Regions from separate parts of the Sminthopsis crassicaudata genome. Here region 2 is linked to region 1. A link is a contact called in public Hi-C data. All regions are on one chromosome and are shown on one strand. The core of a region is the stretch at or near the end of the contact, and the rest is flanking DNA. Distances in the headings are between cores, read along the strand shown.

Region 1 (3,662 bases), core at 719-3,218:
TTTCTGCTGCTCCAGACCCTCACCACCTCTCAAGTGCATCTTGTCTTGTTCATTTCTGTTTCTCTCTCAAGTTCCCAGCTCATGTTTTGAATGAATGAACAAATGGACGAATTACTGTAAAAAGCATGCCTTTCTAACACCATTCTGAGGAGGGGGTGGGTCAATGGGAACATGTTTATTTAAAAGGGGGGGGGTGTATCTACAGTCGCTGTCAGTGGTCCCTGTGCCCAGAACGTGTAAAATCTCCAGGCTCAGAGCCTATCAGGGCAAAAGGCTACTTTAGCACAGTCTTCTCCCGTCTCCCACCCTTCTCTTGGGCACTCCCCAACCCCTGCCCCTTTGGCCTCCTACCTTTTGCTCCTGTAGTTGGGCACTGGCTACTTTAACCTCAGCAGCTGGAGGCCCTTGTCCTGTCTGTAGTTCCTCCATGTCATCCAACCAGCTCTGGAGAGCAGCAGGAGGCTCGGGGGGTTCAGAAGGAGGAAGGGCTGCCCACTGGGGTACCTAGAGAAAGGGCCAGGGATAGCTGCCTAACCCCCAAATGTCCCAAATGATAATAACGTCCTTCCCATTCAAACCTCCTAACCCACCATGAGTTCCTCGGGACTAGAGCTCACCGGGGCAAGTGGTCCAGCACTCTCACTCAGCATGGTCACCGTTCGGGTGACCGTGGGCTGCCGGCCCCCTGGGTATCGTGTCACCTCCACGATTTCTGTCACAACTGTTTCTGTGACCTCTGTCACTTCTGTCACCTCCCGAGTGCTATGGGCCCTCCAGGCCCATGGGCTCCCTGGTGAGAGGGATGTGGCAGGAGGGGGTGGGGCTGTGGGGGGACAGAGGCCAGCCCCAGGCCCAGGACCTGGCCCTGGCCCAGCACCGCCCCCTTGACTCTTCAGAAACTCTTCCGAGTGATGACCTTTCTCCCCCAGGCAGCTGGGTCTGGACGCTGGGTTACCCATGGCAGTCTTAAGTGGGGTGTAGGATCCAGCCTACGACACAACAGCAAAGAATGCTGAAATGAAGGCTGAGACCTGGGGGGGAGCCCACCAGCACACCAACCCCTCCGCCCCATTCATTTACCCACGTGGTGGAGCAAGGAAGGGCAGCAGAACAGGTCAGACACCCAGGAGCACCCTGAGTGCGGACGGGGGAATGCCGTGTTTGAAGCAAAACCCCTGAGCTCCTGACGGAACCTAAACACACCCTGACGGGCACGATCTGGATAACTGCTTCCCTCCCCTTGTCCCACCCTGAGGCAGGGAAGACACCTTTGGGTTCCCTACCCCTGATGTCCCTCTGGGAACCTGCAGAGGAAGCAGTAGGGCAGGCCAGCCCTCTCCCTTCTTCTGTATTTCTTTCTCAGGTCCCCATTCCCCAGGGACCCCCTTCTTCTAGGACCTGCATTGGTTCAATTTCCCCTAGAGCTCCTCTCCCCAGGGTCTCTCCCAGCCCAGCCCAGCCCAGCTTTTCTGCTCTAGCTCCCCTTCCCCCAGCTCCCAGGCAGGGAGGCCCCAGAGGACCTACCAGAGGACTTCCCAAAGGAGGCGTCTCAGGCCAGGGTAGCAGTGTCTGTCACTCCAAGAGCCCTCAAGACCCGGAGCCCAGCGCCTTTTTTCTACCTCCCGCTCAGCCGAGCTGACAGGTGGCCACGTGGGCAAGCAGGCTGACTGACCGTTAGGAGGTGGGCACATGGAGGAGCAGGGTTGGCTCTTTCCACACCCTCCTGATGGGACCACCGGGTGGTGGGGCCAGGCCAAAGGGCCCAGGGCTAGGTTGGGGGAAGCCAGAGCTGGGAAGCTGGGGCCCCGCTCCTCCCGGGCCAGGGGAGTCACCCTTGCTCAGGCCAGCCTGCCTGCCCAGTGGGGACTTCCTACCCCTCACTCAGCCTTGTCTGGCTTCCCCCCTTAACCCCCGAGCCCTCCTAGCCCACAGCTCTCTGGTATCCCACCAGCCTTCCAGCCCACGATCCGTCTGTCCGTCCCGCGTCTTGGCTCAGTGTTTCCTAAGGTGCAGCCCGCCAGATGGAGCCCCGCCCCTCCCATCCCCTCCTCCCCTGACCCCTTCCCCAACCCTGACCCCCCCACCCCCAGCCCAGCACACAGCACACAACAGGCCTGCCCTTAACTCTTTCCCAACTCCCCCGCCAGCCAGCCCGTTTCCTGGAAACCCGCCAAGGGGCCTCAGTCTCGCAGTCCGGCAGGGCAGAGTAGGGAGGGGAGGGGGATGCCAGCCAGTTGGGGGATGTGGGGGAGGGGGAGCAGCCAGGAAGGAGAGGAGAGGGGGAGGTCTCCGATAGGAAAGCACAGCAGCTTCCTCAGTAAATCACCCAAGGCCTATTTACTCTCCTACTCTGGCCCCCAAAGAGCCACCGGGTGGCCTGAGGGGGACACTAGTCATGGATATGTGCCAGGAGCAGGAGAAGGTGAAGCAACAAGGTGGGCCTCGGAGAGGAGGGCCCGAACAACAGGGGCTCATCAGGGGCCAGGAGGGAGCCCAGGCTCACAGATTTAAGAGCAAGAAGGGACATCAGAGCAATGGGGAGCCCGTGAGGGCTCACGGGGGAGGGGGCTTGTTGTAGGAAATTGGGGGGGGGGGTCCTTCACAGACTCACCAGAGGCTGGGGCAACTGCTGTTCCAACATTTCCAGCCCACAGCGCAATGACAAGACCTGGGCTCTCACGTCCAGGTACCAGGCCTGCCACTCGCTTTGAGTCCAGGACCTGAGTGTGTCAGGACAGGGGACAGAGAGAGTGAGACAATCCTACGTGGACAGCATCCACAGCTCTCACCCCTTCTCCCCTCCTCCCCGTCTGGAGGACGGGGGCGTTACCTGTCAGCCGAAGGCAGTGGGGAGCCCGACCCGGAGCTCTGGGTCTCCACTGGAGCAGACATCTGAAAAGAGAAACAAGAAAAGGTGGTGGACCCTCCCCAAGTCTCCATCACTACCCTCATTGCCTTCTCAGTAGCACTGGTCACTGATGATGAGTCCATCGCCATCATCCCCTCCCATCCTAGCCCTCCCTGAACACTCTTAGTTCTCCTTCCATCTTTGTCACCCCCTCCTGTTTTCTTCACTAGGCACCAGTTTTTCCTTGGCCGTTTTATCCTCTCCACCCCCTTAGTGATCAAAGCTTCCCCATGGGCTCCCCTCCCATTCAAGGCAACAAACATTTGTAAAACCCTTGTAAAGGAGAGAGACCGTTAGGTGATGGAAAGCATCTGGAGTTTAGATACAGTTCTTGTATTCATGAAGTTCCCGTTCCATTGGGAGCATGGGACACATCACAAAGATAATTCAGTGGCTGGCAGGATCTACCACATAGTAAGCCTTCAATAAATGTTTGTTGACTCATGACCATATAAAATAATGCATGATGTGTGCGCCAAGAAGGTGCAAATGCTAGGGAATGGGAGAGAAAACGTCCTGAAAGGCTTGCTGGTGGAGGGGATATTCAAGTTAGATTTTAAAGAATGGTGGGGAGCCAATGTGTAAGGAAAAAAAGGAAAGTCCAAGCTCAGGAAGAAGTAACGGGCAATGAGACAGAGGTCAGAAAACATTAAGTTCAGAAAGGAGCAGTAGGAGATGAGGTTGGAAAGGTTGGATAGCGCAGCTTGTGGAGGACTTTCCTCAAGAGACTCTAGGGTCACTGAAGGGTTTTGAG
Region 2 (3,435 bases), core at 887-3,386, 140 kb after region 1:
AGATGATCTCAAGGACCCCTAAACCTATGATGACATGATCTCCAGATTTCCCCATACACTGTGATGGCATCCCTATGCCTGTGACAAAATGATTCTCTTCTACTTCTGAAAGGATAACTCAACATCAAGTATTTTTTAAGAGATTACCCAAAAAACAACTCCCCTGAAATTCTCATATCTGTAATAAAATGAGCTTTAGACCAACACCAATGATGGGGTAACTGCACATACCCCTGTAGCAGAAATGCAATAATGTCCCCAGCATTCTATACCTGCAATTCTGATGACTGCCCTCTCAGCAGGGTCCAGGACACCACCGTTACCAGCAGAACCGCCTCCACTTCTTCGGCTTCTTTGAGTTTTCCCAAGGTTCCAAGGCAGAGTGTCTCCGGGGCTGGGGGAGCTGCTGCCCCCACTGGAGCTGTCATCCCCAGAACCCCGAGGTTCTGGGCCTTCCCCAGACATGGCCACCTGCAGAAAGGTGGAAAGGAAGGATTGCTGAAGGGGAATAACACTAAGTCGATCACCCAGAAACAGCCTTATTTCCAATCCTTTCCCAAACCCCATCTAGACTCTGATACTCAATCCCCAAAATAAATGGATGATTATCCTTATTCTCTCACCCAGAGACTACCACCTTACACCTAAACATTCAGACTTACCCTTTGGCTCTCATCAGATACTTGAGCCCTACTCTCCAACCTTGTTACCTAAACATCAACTCTCTCAGCTGTAAACTGACCTGTCTGCAAGATATTGACTAATTTACCCTGCCTCATCACCTGGCCGTGGAGAGATGTGGGGTAGAGAAGGAGGAAAGAGGGGCTTTGTAGTCAGCCTCTGACTGCAGTAAAGTCCTAAAAATAGTGTTCTGAGCAGGAGTGGGAGCCCCACAGCCTGCATTAGCATCACCACGTGAGGCCCTAGCCCCACCCCCATTAGCAAACCCTGTCCCCCAACACCCTCTGATGGAAGGTATCACCCCCTCATACCTGCAAACACATACAGGCTCATGACTACATGTTCACAGCATACACAAGTGCACAGACACCACCACAATGTCAACCTTATTATCTTCACAAACACATTCTCACACAATAGAATACATGCAGATATTAGACACAAGCATACCTATACATGTGCCCTCATGGACCCACTTGCTAAGCTATGCTGCCTGGGCTGTGGCCAAAGCCTATTTTGCTCCCCAAAGGAGGAGTAGTTGTCAGGAAGGGGGAGGGTTAGAAAGAAGGGGGTGAATGGAGCTCTGTCTGCGACCCCGGGCTCAAGCCCAGGGGCGGGGTCACCTCTGCAGGCACAATGAGTGTTATGTGACTGCCAGCCCCAGCACTAGTGGGGAGAAGGGGGACAAGAGGCAGAATCTGGGATTGTCCGATTGTCCCTCCCCCATGCTCCACCCCAAGCCCTGAGCAGGCCTGAAGGAACTCTGCCACTGTGTAGGGATCCCCTGGGCGATGCCCCTCGGTCCAGGTCGCTTGGAGGGTCCCTCCTCCCCGCCCCTGTCCCGCCCCCGGGCCCGCCCCCGGCCCCTGCAGTCTCCGCAGCATTGGGAGGAGCAGGAGCAGGAGCCAGGGAGGGAAGGAGAGAGGAAGGGAGGGAGAGGAGGGAGGGAAAGAGGGAGGAAAGGGGGCAGCAGTAGCAGAAGCCCGGCTGGCCAGAGATGGGAAAAGGAGGGGGGAGGACAATGAGGACCACGGGCTGGACAGGAAGGGAGAGATCGGAGATGGGGGCCTTAGGGAAGGGGGAGATAGAGAATGCACCCCAAAGGCCTGCGTGAAAAGGAGCAGGGTGGGGGTGGGGGCTTCCTTCCTGGCTCTGCAGAAGCAAGAGAGGGAAGATGCAAAGGAAGGGAAGGGTCTCCCCCGGTCTCGGATTCTTCATAGTCTGTCCCCCTCATAAAGATGCTTCTGTAACCCCCCACCCCCTTCCCTCCTCCCGCAGCTGGCCTCCTGCAGTAGACGCACTACGCACCTGGCTCGCCGCTACCTCTGCCGCCGCCGTGGCCGCTCCTGCCGCGCCCGCTGCGGGTGCTCCACTCGGCTGGCTTCGTTCGGTTCGGCTCAGCCCCTGGGCTAAGGCGGGTCTGTCCCGGCTCTGCTCGGAGCCGGCGCTGCAGCCCCAGTCTCGGGGCGGGCGAGCCCAGAGCAGGGAGCAAGGGCGGGGGGAGTGGGAAGCGCAGGGTGTGAGTGAGGCCGGAGCCCCGCCCCTGGGGGTGCGTGGGGCGGGTGTGTGTCTGTGACTGTGTGTGGGTTGGGGGTGGGGGGAATCATTGAGGGGAGTCAGTGTCTGGATGCTCCCGACTGTCCGTGTGTGCGCGCGCCAGGGCCTGTGTGTGCCAGGAAGTGAAAGTGTCACTGTGTGTGCGCCTGTCACTAGGTCCGGGTGTCACCGATTGTGTGTGAGACAGAGCTTCGTGGCAGTGGGTCTTTTGTCTCAGTCCCTCAGTGGAAGTCCGCATTTCTTGGTGGGACAGTAGCTCTGGGTCCTAGGGCTGTTTGTCCCCGTGCCCTCGGGTGGGACACGTCGCCAGGTGTGAGCCTAAGTCACGTGGCCTTTGTAGGTGATAGTGTATTCCTGGGTGTGTGTCTCCGAGTGACTTCACTGTAGACCCTTGAATATCGGTCCCTGTGTCTTTTCGGTGTGATAGTGTATCCCGGGTGTGTCTGTAACAATGTCTCCGTGTGAAACAGGGGCTCCTTGAGTACATGTTGCTGCTGTATCTCTTGGAAGCGAGACTCCGTCTGTGATGGTTCCATCTCTCTCCTCGGTCCGTTTTCTCCTTTTTCCCCCCCTTTCCTGGTCAATGATTAACTGGAATGGTACCTGGGAGAGGGCTAGAAGTGGTGAAGGGGAGGGGGCAGCCTCTGTGCCTTCTTTGGGAAGACTCTAAGCCTTTCTCTGAGCTCACACAATGCTTCTTCATCCCCTTCTCTACCCCCACAGTGACCAGCACAGCTTGACACAGTCATACACACACAGCCACAACTAGGATACACATGGGCTGACACAGGTGCTCAAAACCAGGAGAATCGCTCCTCAGCACTCAACCAGACCTTGGTGGGGGTTTCCTTGTCTTATCGCCCCCCAATACCTTGTCTCAGACATTCAGTGACAGTGCCCATTGTCATGGGGCCCTCATATACTCAGGGACACTTTACTCTCTATGATTATACTTAATATAGCACAATTTCCTCCCAGTCCCACCTCACTCCCACACCGGGAGTTGTGCTGCTCTTCATGTACTACAACTACCATACTGGATTTCCAGCTCCTACCCAGGAACTGGGGAGAAAGAGAGCAAAACTGGGAAAACTTCCCACAATATTTATGAAGCATCCTGTCAGTTTCAATTAAGAAAGTATCCCAGGAGAAATCTAAACAGAGCAGAAGGGTATTGTGGGAGCTAGGGCAGGGGAG

What was found. A called contact is a pair of places that touch in the nucleus more often than the background predicts.
Region 2: a contact with region 1 is called in a Hi-C map of hippocampus, with 1.8 times the contacts expected there. The contact joins the promoter of PLEC here to the promoter of LOC141539530 in region 1. A contact is called at or near these places in 2 of 2 Hi-C or Micro-C datasets (fibroblasts and hippocampus).

Annotation. Positions count from the first base shown.
Region 1 is chr1:75,324,259-75,327,920 of ASM4859323v1, forward strand. LOC141539530 (microtubule-actin cross-linking factor 1, isoforms 6/7-like) reads right to left here and starts at 1,969. Exons shown (of 19, transcript XM_074262432.1): 1 at 1,525-1,969; 2 at 618-989; 3 at 352-504. The coding sequence starts at 959.
Region 2 is chr1:75,467,643-75,471,077 of ASM4859323v1, forward strand. It overlaps PLEC (plectin), which reads right to left and starts at 2,137. Exons shown (of 34, transcript XM_074262372.1): 1 at 1,990-2,137; 2 at 273-471. The coding sequence starts at 465.